4 separate regions of the Mus musculus genome follow, and regions 1, 2 and 3 are each linked to region 4. A link is a contact called in public promoter capture Hi-C data. All regions are on one chromosome and are shown on one strand. The core of a region is the stretch at or near the end of the contact, and the rest is flanking DNA. Distances in the headings are between cores, read along the strand shown. Region 1 holds the start of Wfdc17 (WAP four-disulfide core domain 17). Region 2 holds the start of Ccl4 (chemokine (C-C motif) ligand 4). Region 3 holds the start of Wfdc21 (WAP four-disulfide core domain 21). Region 4 holds the start of Ccl5 (chemokine (C-C motif) ligand 5).

The links. Promoter capture Hi-C pulls out the DNA fragments that hold promoters and counts their contacts. Capture Hi-C pulls out chosen DNA fragments and counts their contacts.
Region 1: a contact with region 4 is called in a promoter capture Hi-C map of liver. The contact joins the promoter of Wfdc17 here to the promoter of Ccl5 in region 4. A contact is called at or near these places in 21 of 39 promoter capture datasets (the C10 cell line, the HPC-7 cell line, Sertoli cells and 12 more), 3 of 484 Hi-C or Micro-C datasets (bone marrow-derived macrophages, embryonic fibroblasts and embryonic stem cells), 4 of 115 datasets of contacts at active chromatin or transcription factors (bone marrow-derived dendritic cells, bone marrow-derived macrophages, embryonic stem cells and 1 more) and 4 of 9 other capture datasets (adipose tissue, liver, macrophages and 1 more).
Region 2: a contact with region 4 is called in a promoter capture Hi-C map of macrophages, with 8 read pairs. The contact joins the promoter of Ccl4 here to the promoter of Ccl5 in region 4. A contact is called at or near these places in 11 of 39 promoter capture datasets (the C10 cell line, the HPC-7 cell line, cranial neural crest and 7 more), 4 of 484 Hi-C or Micro-C datasets (effector CD8 T cells, memory CD8 T cells, natural killer cells and 1 more), 2 of 115 datasets of contacts at active chromatin or transcription factors (bone marrow-derived macrophages and effector CD8 T cells) and 4 of 9 other capture datasets (adipose tissue, liver, macrophages and 1 more).
Region 3: a contact with region 4 is called in a promoter capture Hi-C map of adipose tissue. The contact joins the promoter of Wfdc21 here to the promoter of Ccl5 in region 4. A contact is called at or near these places in 21 of 39 promoter capture datasets (the C10 cell line, the HPC-7 cell line, the SN4741 cell line and 14 more), 2 of 15 datasets of contacts at CTCF or cohesin (CD8 T cells and the NIH/3T3 cell line), 21 of 484 Hi-C or Micro-C datasets (B cells, CD8 T cells, the G1E-ER4 cell line and 12 more), 33 of 115 datasets of contacts at active chromatin or transcription factors (the 230-238 cell line, CD8 T cells, the HPC-7 cell line and 25 more) and 4 of 9 other capture datasets (adipose tissue, liver, macrophages and 1 more).

The regions. Positions count from the first base shown.
Region 1 is chr11:83,702,775-83,705,474 of GRCm38.p6, forward strand. Wfdc17 (WAP four-disulfide core domain 17) reads left to right here and starts at 1,282. Exons shown (of 3, transcript NM_001081957.1): 1 at 1,282-1,399; 2 at 2,020-2,168. The coding sequence starts at 1,318. The coding sequence ends at 2,168.
Region 2 is chr11:83,661,236-83,663,935 of GRCm38.p6, forward strand. Ccl4 (chemokine (C-C motif) ligand 4) reads left to right here and starts at 1,349. Exons shown (of 3, transcript NM_013652.2): 1 at 1,349-1,503; 2 at 2,224-2,338. The coding sequence starts at 1,428.
Region 3 is chr11:83,745,507-83,748,206 of GRCm38.p6, forward strand. It overlaps Wfdc21 (WAP four-disulfide core domain 21), which reads left to right and starts at 1,434. Exons shown (of 3, transcript NM_183249.2): 1 at 1,434-1,617. The coding sequence starts at 1,521.
Region 4 is chr11:83,529,188-83,531,887 of GRCm38.p6, forward strand. Ccl5 (chemokine (C-C motif) ligand 5) reads right to left here and starts at 1,331. Exons shown (of 3, transcript NM_013653.3): 1 at 1,199-1,331; 2 at 1-80. The coding sequence starts at 1,274. The region is part of intron 2 of Gm32650 (a long non-coding RNA gene); the gene reads left to right.

The DNA.
Region 1 (2,700 bases), core at 32-2,531, 170 kb after region 4:
TTTCTCTTTGCCTGGGCCCGGGCTGCCAAGGAAAGCAGAACTGTCTGGCCCGTTGCTTCCAATGAAGCTGCTGTATCTCAAGCCAAGTGATGGTTGTGGGCTCCTTAAATTCCAGCAGTGGGGAGGCAGAGGCAGGTGGATATCTGAGTTTAAGGTCACCCTGGTCTACAGGGCAAAGTCCAGAACATCCAGGGCTACACAGAAAAATCCTGTCACAAAAATAACAAACAAACAAGAACAAAAGACACAAATAAACAGAAACCCCACTGCTATATATTATGATTTTATACATATTATATAAATTATAACATTACAAAAAATATTATAAATAATGAACTTGCCTGTGTTTCTGACAAAGCAAGCACACAATAAAGGAGGAATGTTACACACACCCTAGAATGTCTCCTCAATCTGAAGGAAGGACTAGAAATAAAGGGAGCAAAGTAAGTGACCACACAAACCCCTCAAACCCTGAGAAGACACCCTACAGAGAGAAGACACTGCAGAGCCAGCACGTGGTGACTGAATCTTTCCCACAGACTTGGACTGTCCAGCTACAATTTTGTCACTGAGAGTGTATAGTCTGGAGAGCAAAAGAGTCAGGCTCTCTGCTGAGGGACAAGGGACACTGCATGTTCTCCTAGGCCTCCCATCCCTCCACGGCTCACATATGCAGCCTTCTGTATAAAGACCTGACTTATAGAAAAGCATTGGTCGAAGACAACCTCTCATCATCAGGGAGCCTGCCTACTTACTTTCAACTGACCCTTGCCAATTGGAAGTCATTGAGTATCTGCTTTTCCAGGAGTGACTTCATTACCTACATCTGCAGGTAGGAGGGGCCCAGATCCACAGTGTTTCAGATTCTCATCTGTAGAGCTGTAAAGACACAAACCCCATCTTTCCCAGAAGAATGCTACATCATTATGTAACTGGATGTCCAGGAAGCCACCAGTGGGCCCTGACACTCCTTACTGGCTGTCTCTGCTCCAGCTCTTACTGTGAGACACAGTGCTACACAGCAATAAATATTTCCCTTGCTCATCATTCACACAAGGGCCAAGATGTGGTGTAACAACTCACATGGTAAGGAAATGAGTTTGAGACTATTTTGTGATTTTGTTTAGCATCTATCAAAGACCAATTAGAGAGAAGTCACTTATGAAACTGGAAAAAGGAACCTGGTGATGGGCAGGCACTTTCTGGAAAGCTCTTGTTTTCATGCATTTCCCCATTGACTGCTTCCTCCCACACCCATAATTCTAGCTTTACTGAGGCTATAAATTATTTCATGAGTTCAGCCGAGCCAGAGCCAACATGAAGACAGCCACAGTCTTGTTTCTGGTGGCTTTGATCACTGTGGGGATGAACACTACCTATGTAGTGTCTTGCCCCAAAGGTAAGTGTGTTAAGGGCATCCAAGCTGGAAAGAGAGGGGACTCTAGAAGATCACTAGGACCAGGGGATGCATTATTACAGGGAAAGCCATGTGACAACTGCTTGGATCACACTCACTCCCTTTAGTCTATATAGAGTGATCATTCTGCATTCCTTAGCGTTCTTAAAGACAGAGGCTGGCAGGAGGGGGTTTAGTTTGAGAGAAACTTGCACAGAAATCAGGACAGCTCCGCTAGTTTAGAGATGTGCCTTGCATTAGAGTCCTGTGGGAGCACTTGCTCAGAGATGAACCATGGGTCTGGTGTAAAGAGAGGTGTGGCTGTCATTAGAGTATTTATGGCATCTTCTGAGGTGTAAAGACAGGCTACGATGGTAGAAGTTTCTTTCTACTGAGACTGCATAGGCTGTGGAGGTGGAGAATATGCTCTGAGGGCCTGAATCAACAGCTTGGCTTTAGAGCAGGACTGGAGCTGGTGAAGCTGAGGGAAGAGCCCTGAGTTGTAAAAGGACATTATAGAGTAAGCTCTCCAGCAGGTGATGTGACTTCAGATCTCTAGCATCAATTCTCCACCTTGTTTCATGTCTGTTTTCTGGCTACATAAATATCATTGTATATTTCAGAATTTGAAAAACCTGGAGCTTGTCCCAAGCCTTCACCAGAAAGTGTTGGAATTTGTGTTGATCAATGCTCAGGAGATGGATCCTGCCCTGGCAACATGAAGTGCTGTAGCAATAGCTGTGGTCATGTCTGCAAAACTCCTGTCTTTTAAGTGAGTATAGTCCTGTGTTTTACTTTTCCATTGTTGTAATAGGACACCATGACCAAGGGAACTTAGAGAAGGAAGTTTTGGGGGGGACTTACAGATTCAGAGAGTAAGTTCATGTCCCTGGTGTTTGGGAACAATATAGCAGGCAGGAATGCATGGGACTGGAGCATTGCCTGCAGGCTTACATTTTGAAAAGCAATCCTGAGGCAGAGAGTAAGCTAACTGGGGAGGATATGGGCCTCTGAAAGCTCCCAGCCTGTCCCCTGAGATACAATTCCTCCAACAAATCCATACCTCCCAACATATATTTCCAAAGTTTTAAACCTGTGAACATATTATTCAAATATATAAGGCTACAAGAGCCTTTATCATCCATATTACAACATCCTGTCAAGGTATGTCCAAGGGACTTAGTCAGTTTCCAGGGGACTTTCCTTGGACAGCCCCATGGCCTTTGTACACTGGCTACACACAAGAGTCTGGATATGTGCAAGAGAAAGGAACTGGAAGAAGAAGGAAGGACACCAGGTTACAT
Region 2 (2,700 bases), core at 99-2,598, 130 kb after region 4:
CCTTGAGGGACCAATGAGGTTTTATTCCACTGCCTGTGCTCTGACAAACAGAGGATGAGCAGGAAGTTAGGCTGAACTGAACTGCCATGGGAAATGAAGTCCATGAGGACCTAAGAGCCCAAAGACACACATTCTTGATGTGTGAGTGTGACTCTCCATCAACCCAGAAAGCTCATCAGAAAGACTAGCTTGTGTGCAGCAGGGAACACAGAACACAAGACCTGGGCGATGAGGCTGAGGACAGAAAGTGTAGCAGAGGGGTGGGTGCAGTCTGTGCACTGGGAAAAGAGGACCAATGAGGGAGGATAAACTTGTGCTCTGTGAAATGACTGTGAAGCAACCCAGGGCACTGCTCTGTCTTTTCCAGCTTTTAACTTGGAAGCACTGAGGAGACCTGGCTCCCTTGTTTTTTACTCTTTGTTTTCTGTTTCTGAGAGGGGCATGTTGCAGTGTGAGGTCTAGGGTAAGCAGGTGAGTCAGGATAATTGAGCTAAAGGTGAGCGAGATCTTGGGTCCACCATCCAGTTTCCTTCATTTGCCTTACTTTGAGTTTGACTGTCCCCCGACCCCCAGTCTTGGTAGACTGCATCTTCTACACAGGTCCCCAGCAGCTAGGAACATGAGAAATGTTCCTAGGGACTGGCTGGGAAACACCCATATGCTTAGGTTGGCTACACATTTTGTCTGCAGCAAACACTATCACTAGGTATCAATCCTTATTTATACTAGAACATTCATTGGGTCTTTCAAACTTTCAAACTGTTTCTCTTATTCCAATAAAATGTCCTGAAATCTCTATTTTTTCCTCTCCTGTCCTTGTTCTAGATAGGCTAAACCAACTCTTCTGAATGATGCTGATTGAATGGTATTTCTGTGTGTGGAAGAGTCTGGAGTGGTCAATATCTTCTCTCTTGTGGTCACACCCTATGTTTGTTCTGGAAATCACAGCCACCTGGAAAGATTGACTTGAAGGCTCCACTGCCTGGAGGTGCCGACCCCCAAGTGAAGTGACTTCTTATCCACAAGCCTTTGTGGCAGGTGTGAACATTGCATCCTTCCTCTCGGGTTCACAACCCCCCTTCTCTGCCCCAGTCACTATCTTTGGTGTACCACTTCCCCCTCCAACATGCACCCCACTTCTCCACTCCATCTCCCTCCTTTCTCTTCCGTGATGTCACTGCTGGGGGGAAGACAGTCTGTCAGGAACTCCTCACTTTCAGCCAACTTCAGTTTCTTTCTCGATGCCATGACATCATCTTTACTCATGAGATTCCGTTTTCCTTCCTGCAACCCCAACCCTTGTCTTAGGCCCCAGAGTCCCTATAAAGAGGGGTTCCCAACTCAGATCAGCACAGCACTCGGCCAGCTTCTGAAGCTTCTGGGCCCTGCAGTCCCAGCTCTGTGCAAACCTAACCCCGAGCAACACCATGAAGCTCTGCGTGTCTGCCCTCTCTCTCCTCTTGCTCGTGGCTGCCTTCTGTGCTCCAGGGTTCTCAGCACCAAGTAAGTTGACTCTTCCAGCTGCTTCCAGCCCCCACCTAGTCCAGTCTTCCAACTGGGGTCAGCTCAATAGTCAGGCTTGGGCAGGGGAACCAGAGGGAGCTGGGAAGATTCCCAAGTCTGTTGTTAAACATGGAATCTTCCAGACAGCCATTAATCCTTAAGCTCCCAAAAGAGGGAATCCTTCACAGCCAATGGTCAGATATTGAATCAGCTTTCTCTCTGGTTTAAACTTGTTTGTCTTTATGCCTTGATTTCCCCACCTTTAATATGAAGCAATTGAGAGGTGTTCTGAGTTTTGATCTAGTTTCAATCTTCTAGATTTCTTTCCCCTTCTTCTTAGAGAAGTATCTAGTTAGAGTAGAAATATCATTCTGGGCTGGAGAGATGGCTCAATGGTTAAGAGCACTGACTGCTCTTCCAGAGGACCTGAGTTCAATTCCCAGCAACCACATGGTGGCTCACAACCATCTGTAATAGGATCCGACGCACTCTTCTACTGTGTGTCTGAAGATAGCTGCAGTGCACTCATATAAATAAATAAAAGTTTATTAATCAATTAGTTAATTAATTAAAAAGAAAAAGAAGTCTCATTCTGGGTGGATGACCATAGATTTCAGGGACCATGTTTTGGGTTCCAGTAGTCCATAAGAATGCTCAATGAAGATTTATAATGAACAGTGCCTGGTACAGTTTTGACCTTACCCTCACTTTTCCTTCCAGTGGGCTCTGACCCTCCCACTTCCTGCTGTTTCTCTTACACCTCCCGGCAGCTTCACAGAAGCTTTGTGATGGATTACTATGAGACCAGCAGTCTTTGCTCCAAGCCAGCTGTGGTGTAAGTACACATTGGGATGAGGGCAAGATTCGAAAAGGGCCAGGTTCAGGTGAAAATGTTATCTAACTGACGGGGGTCAATTCTAAGGGTTGAAGCTCTGCCAAAGAACAGTGAGGTCATGGGGTTCTGGTGGCTGCTGGATGGGCAGTAAAGTGTGGAGTCAGGAATGGCTTTTGGGGAGGAAGTTGCTACACGCTACGGAACTAGAAAACAGAAGATGACGCATACATACTATTTAGATAGATTGCTTAAACTATGTTAGAAGAGCATGTAGAAAGGGCATTTGAAAAATTGGGAGACATATTCATATTGATTATCAAGCCTGTTGTTTTCTAATATAGGGAACCCCTGAGGCTGCAGCT
Region 3 (2,700 bases), core at 184-2,683, 220 kb after region 4:
GTATGGCATCAGTTGTTTGTCAGAGGACCTCCAGCTTGTGGCATGTAAGATCTGTGACAAATGAAAGGAAGAGACTCTTCCTGTAGCTCCAGAATTAGGAACCATAGTCCTTGTGAAATGATAGTCCTCTCTTCCTCCCTCTCTCCCCTCGTGTGCGTGTGCGTGTGCGTGTGTGCGTGTGTGTTCCTAGGAATTAAACTTAGGGCCCCTGCCCTCTACTGTTGAAATAAACCATTTTCCCAGACACCTACAAAGGCACAACAAACTGATCCTGTGACTTCTCCCTCTCCCTCTTACCCCCTGCTTCCAGCTCATTTCATGTTAAGGTATTTTATGAGTTACAGTATTTGTCTTACTTAGGGTTTCTATGACTGCAATGAAACACCATGACCAGAAAGCCAGTTGGGGAGGAAAGGGGCTTTTTGGCTTACACTGCCAGATCATTGGAAGAAGTCAGGACAGGAACTCAAGCAGGGCTGGAACCTGGAGGCAAGAACCATGGAAGGAAACTGATTACTGGCTTGCTCAGTCTGCTTTCTTAGAGATGCTAGGACCACCACCAGCCCAGGGATGGCACCACCCACAATGGGCTGGGCCCTCTCCCATTGATCACTAATTGAGAAAATGCCTTAGAGCTGGATCTCATAGAGGCCTCTTCTTCACTGAGGCTCCTTTCTCTCTGGGAACTCTAGCTTGTATCAAATTGACACATTGTGTGTGCTCCTCCCCCACCACCAGGGAAAGAAGAGGGTATCTCCCCTGGCACCCAAACCACAGATGGTCTGAGTTACAAATCACTCATCTGGATTAGCAGGCGTGTCTACAAGAAGGAAGAAGTGAAAGCTCACACCTGGGCTAGTTGTCACTCTCACCCCACTCACTCTCCAAGTCGCACAGCAGTGGTGCAGCCTGAGAGGCATCCTGGGAGGGTTTGATGTAGATATTGACAGCTGGGGTTCCCCAAAATGAAGGCTCCAAACAGCAGAGATGATGGCATCAAGGCAGAGGGAACGACGCTGGCTTACTGTCTCCTCAACAGGTGGCCGCACCCCACTGGCTCTCCCACGGTCTCTCCCTGCCCTCAGTTACAGGAACAACTGTCCTAGAGCAAGGAGAGAGAAGTACAAAAGCAGATGGTGTCCTAGCTGACACCCAGCTCCTGGATTGTCATTCCCTGAGGACACATTCCTTATCACAGCTCATTCCTGGCCCAGAGTAGATCTCTAATACTTCATTGAAAAGGAACGAGAGTCCCTTACCACCCCAGCTTTCCAACTTTAGGAGGACTATCTGTGGAACAGAGGGTGTTCTGTGGCACGGAGCTTGGCTTGAGTAAGATGGCACTACCCAGGACATACATAGTGTGTGTCCCTGGCAATGCTGGTTTCCAGGCGGGGCTTTGGCTTCTGTGGTGTGCAGGCCCGCCCCTAGCCTTGCTGCCTAGCTCAGTGGGTGAAGAGGTTTAAATTCTGGCAGCTCTTGGCCCTGCTGCGTATTGGCTAACATCCTTCAGCAGCAGCATGAAGCTAGGAGCCTTCCTTCTGTTGGTGTCCCTCATCACCCTCAGCCTAGAGGTACAGGAGCTGCAGGCTGCAGTGAGACCTCTGCAGCTTTTAGGTACGTCTGGGCAAACACGGTTGCACTATTCTTCCTCAAGTGAGGGGTGAGAAGACATCCAGAACCAGTGTGTGCAGGAAGGAGGGAGAAACTGGAGGAAAGAGTTCTCTTTAGGATCCTCCTTGATGGTCACCTCTGAATTCCCCAGAACAGAATCCCTCTTCTGCTTTCCCTCTCTCCATTCCCTGGGTCACCTGACTGGACCCCCCTCCTGCTTGCTCCTCAGCCAAGCTCCCTCTCCCAGACGTCTCCTTCTCTACTGGCGTCTACCTTGACCTGTCTACAGAAAATATTCTTGTAATTATGCTAGACACAGGTCAATCTCAATCTTCTTTACCAATATTATTCTCAGAAAGGGTTTTGTTGCCGTGGGTTTTCATTGTTGTTTGTTTGTATGTTTGCCCAAGCTGGCCAGGAACTGACTGTGTAACCCAGGCTGACCTCAACAACATGGCAATCTTCCTGCTTCATCTTGCTATGCTGGGATTACAAGCACAATCCACCCCATCTTATTTGGCCTCAAAGGACTACTCTTAATCCTCTGCCCATTCTTCCCTTAGCCCTTTTGTGACCACAGCCTCATCAAACTCCTGACACACTCTCCTCTGTAATAAAGTCTCGCCTTTGCAGACTGATGCTGTCTGCCCACCCCTACCCCACAACCCCTATCCTACAGCCAGCCAGCCCTGGATTATCTTGGACTGAATGCTTGCCCCTAAATGTCTTTAGATAGAGTTTAGCCTCTCGTCTTCACTCCATCAACTACCTGTTTTTGAAACAGTTTGCATCTCTTCCGTCCTTTGCCCTCTGTTGCCTCACTGTGTCCATCCCTGATTACTCCACAGCCCTGCCATTGCAAAAGCTTCCCAGAAGCCCTCTCCACCCCCTCTTCCTTCTTGGATGTGCTTACTAGTTGGATCCTGGTTCTGTCTATGCCTTTGCAGCAGATAATCCTCCCAAATGACCTTCTCTCAGTTTATTAAGTGAAATCCCAAATCCACAGGTCCTGATGGCCTGCTTGCCCTTTGCAACATTTATTTCTCCTGTTCCCAAACTCGCCCAGACCTCTACTTGCCAATCCTC
Region 4 (2,700 bases), core at 81-2,580:
GTAGAAATACTCCTTGACGTGGGCACGAGGCAGCGCGAGGGAGAGGTAGGCAAAGCAGCAGGGAGTGGTGTCCGAGCCATCTGGGAGAAGGAAGAAAGGAAACCCTTTTATTCATTGCCAGCTATGCTGGGCTCTTTACACGATTTATCTTAAAAGCAGTGACTGTCGTTGTCGACCTTGGCAGAAATGGCTCAGAGGACACATTTGCCATGGTGGAGAGTTCAACAGAAGCCTGTTTTGTCTGGTCCGTGAGCCAAGCCTGTGCCTTGTGCTCTGTACCGTAAGCCCCTGCTGGGATCCCTCTCCTCGCTCTGTGCCTTCTGCCCTTAGCAGGGCTTTCAGAGCTCCCCTGGTGGATTCAAAGCTTGGTGTCTTCGAGGTGTAGCATGAGTTCTGGGGGAGTGCCCAAGCCGAAGCTCCATAACTTAGTGACGATCCTAAGAGGGGCCTGAAAGTGCACATAGCATCCTGGGACCTGGCTGGCCTGTAGCGAGGGGCTCTGACCAGAGAAGCTCTTGGTGGTCACTTAATTCATCCCACAGCAGAGCTGTGGTGCTTAGCTTCCCAGTCAGATAGGGCTTTTGGAATACCAGTTTCCACAATTGTAGCAGTGTGCACCCTTAGACAAGAATCTCAGTGTTCTTAGGCCTCTGTTTCCCACTGCAACACAAGAGCAACTACTGAAAGACTATTTGTATTAAACAGGATGGCACATTAAACTCATTTGCACAGTGCCTGACCCACGGTAGGTACTTAGTTCACTATCTATCTATCTATCTATCTATCTATCTATCTATCTATCTATCTATCTACCTATTTATTTTGCAAGCCCCATTTCTTTTCTCACTATGAAATGAAAGACCATCCTACCTAAAACAGTATCACACATTTCTTAGAAACCACACTGGTGACAGATATGAGCAAGTCATTTTTCAAAGGTCAGCCCGGCACCAGTTCACAATAAGGAGTGCCTGCAGAATTCATAATATCATCTTTGAAGACACAGAAAAGTTCCTCAGAGGATCCTGCCATTAGTATACAAGACATCTAACAGTGATGACAGGGTAGCCGTGTCAAGGATGCGTAAGAATGTACAGCAGCATACACAGTAGGATTGGAAAGAAGGGGAGGTCTGGGTATCAAGATGGGTTGGCATCGAGGCAGAGTGGGGCTGTGATGGTCAGAACCCTCGACTTACATGGTGAGGCAGGTGCGGGGGTGCAGAGGGCGGCTGCAGTGAGGATGATGGTGAGGGCAGCTGCAGAGATCTTCATGGTACCCGCGGCAGAGGCTGTGGGAGATGCATGTGCTGTCTCAGAGTCCTCTGCAAGGGGTGCTCTGCAGCTCAGGCAGACCTTTTATAGGGAGCCAGGGTAGCAGAGGAAGTGCCCCCCCCCAGCCCCAGGACTTGGGGAGTTTCCACAAAAGACACCAAACACTTGTTGCTGTCATAAAATGAAAACACAAAATGGAAAAGAAAACTGAAATCACCCTTGGAAGTATGACTCTGCCTCTAACTGCCCTCCAGTCCAGGATGACTCCCTCTCTGGCCAAATACAGTAGGGGAAAATTTCTTCCTCCCCCTCCCCCTCCCCCTCAGATCTGCCGTCCCACTCAGGGCCTCTCCAGGTAGCAGGGAGCTGTTGTCTTAAGGCAAGTAGGGGTCAGTTAAGGTCAAGCCATTGGTCTTCACTTGGCAAATTCCCAAGTTGTAGCCCAGACTTGATTTTGGTCTTTCTGTTTTCTCCATGGAAGAGTATTTGTCATGAGCATACCATATCAGAAACAGACCACACTTGTGTCATTGATAACAATAAGTTAACAAGGTATAGGAGATTTGTTGTAAGGAATTTGCCAGGTAATCCTGATTCCCAGATAACTAGGTAGATATAGGCATACTTACACTTAGTGTGTGACATGTGATCTGAGAGTTAACATTAGTAACTAAGATGGGAACAAAAGAGTTGTGTCCTCTATGTCCATCTATTATCTATCTGTAATATCTATTTATTGTCTGTCTGTCTGTCTGTTTGTCTAGGAGTCAAGGGATCTGATAGGGCTACAAAGAATCTCTGTGGAAATAAAGATTTAAAAAAAGTGTGTGTGTGTGTGTGTGTGTGTGTGTGTGTGTGTGTGCATGTGTGTGTGCATGTGTGTGTGTACATGTGTGTGTACATATGTGTGTGCATGTGTGTGCATGTGTGTACATGTGTGTGTGCATGTGTGTGCATGTGTATGTGCGCATGTGTGTGAATGGTGGGCACAGGAGGATGCCTAACATTCAATCAGTGTGTGAATGGTGGGCACAGGAGGATGCTTAGCATTCAATCAGTCTCCGCCTTATTCTTTGTTGAGGTGCCTAGTCCAGAGTCAAGCTTCAGGGCCACAGGTCAGAGCTGAACGTCACAGTCTAGTCCCAGCATAGGAGCAAAATGTAAAGAACATGGATGCAGTGGAGGGGAATGGGAGGCTGGGTCAAGATAGACAATGGGAAAGCAAACGGATGGCAGGTCCAAGTGGATGGGCCAGCGGGTGGTAGTTCCAGAAGGCGTGCCACAGTGGGAATGGATCTAAGCTCCAACTCCTGGGACAGTCTGCAATTCTCTGGCTGTCAGTCCTGTGACACACACACCATGTGGCCAGATGACAGGCTGGTGGAGGCTGTTACCATCATGATGTTAGCTCTTCTCTTTATGGGGT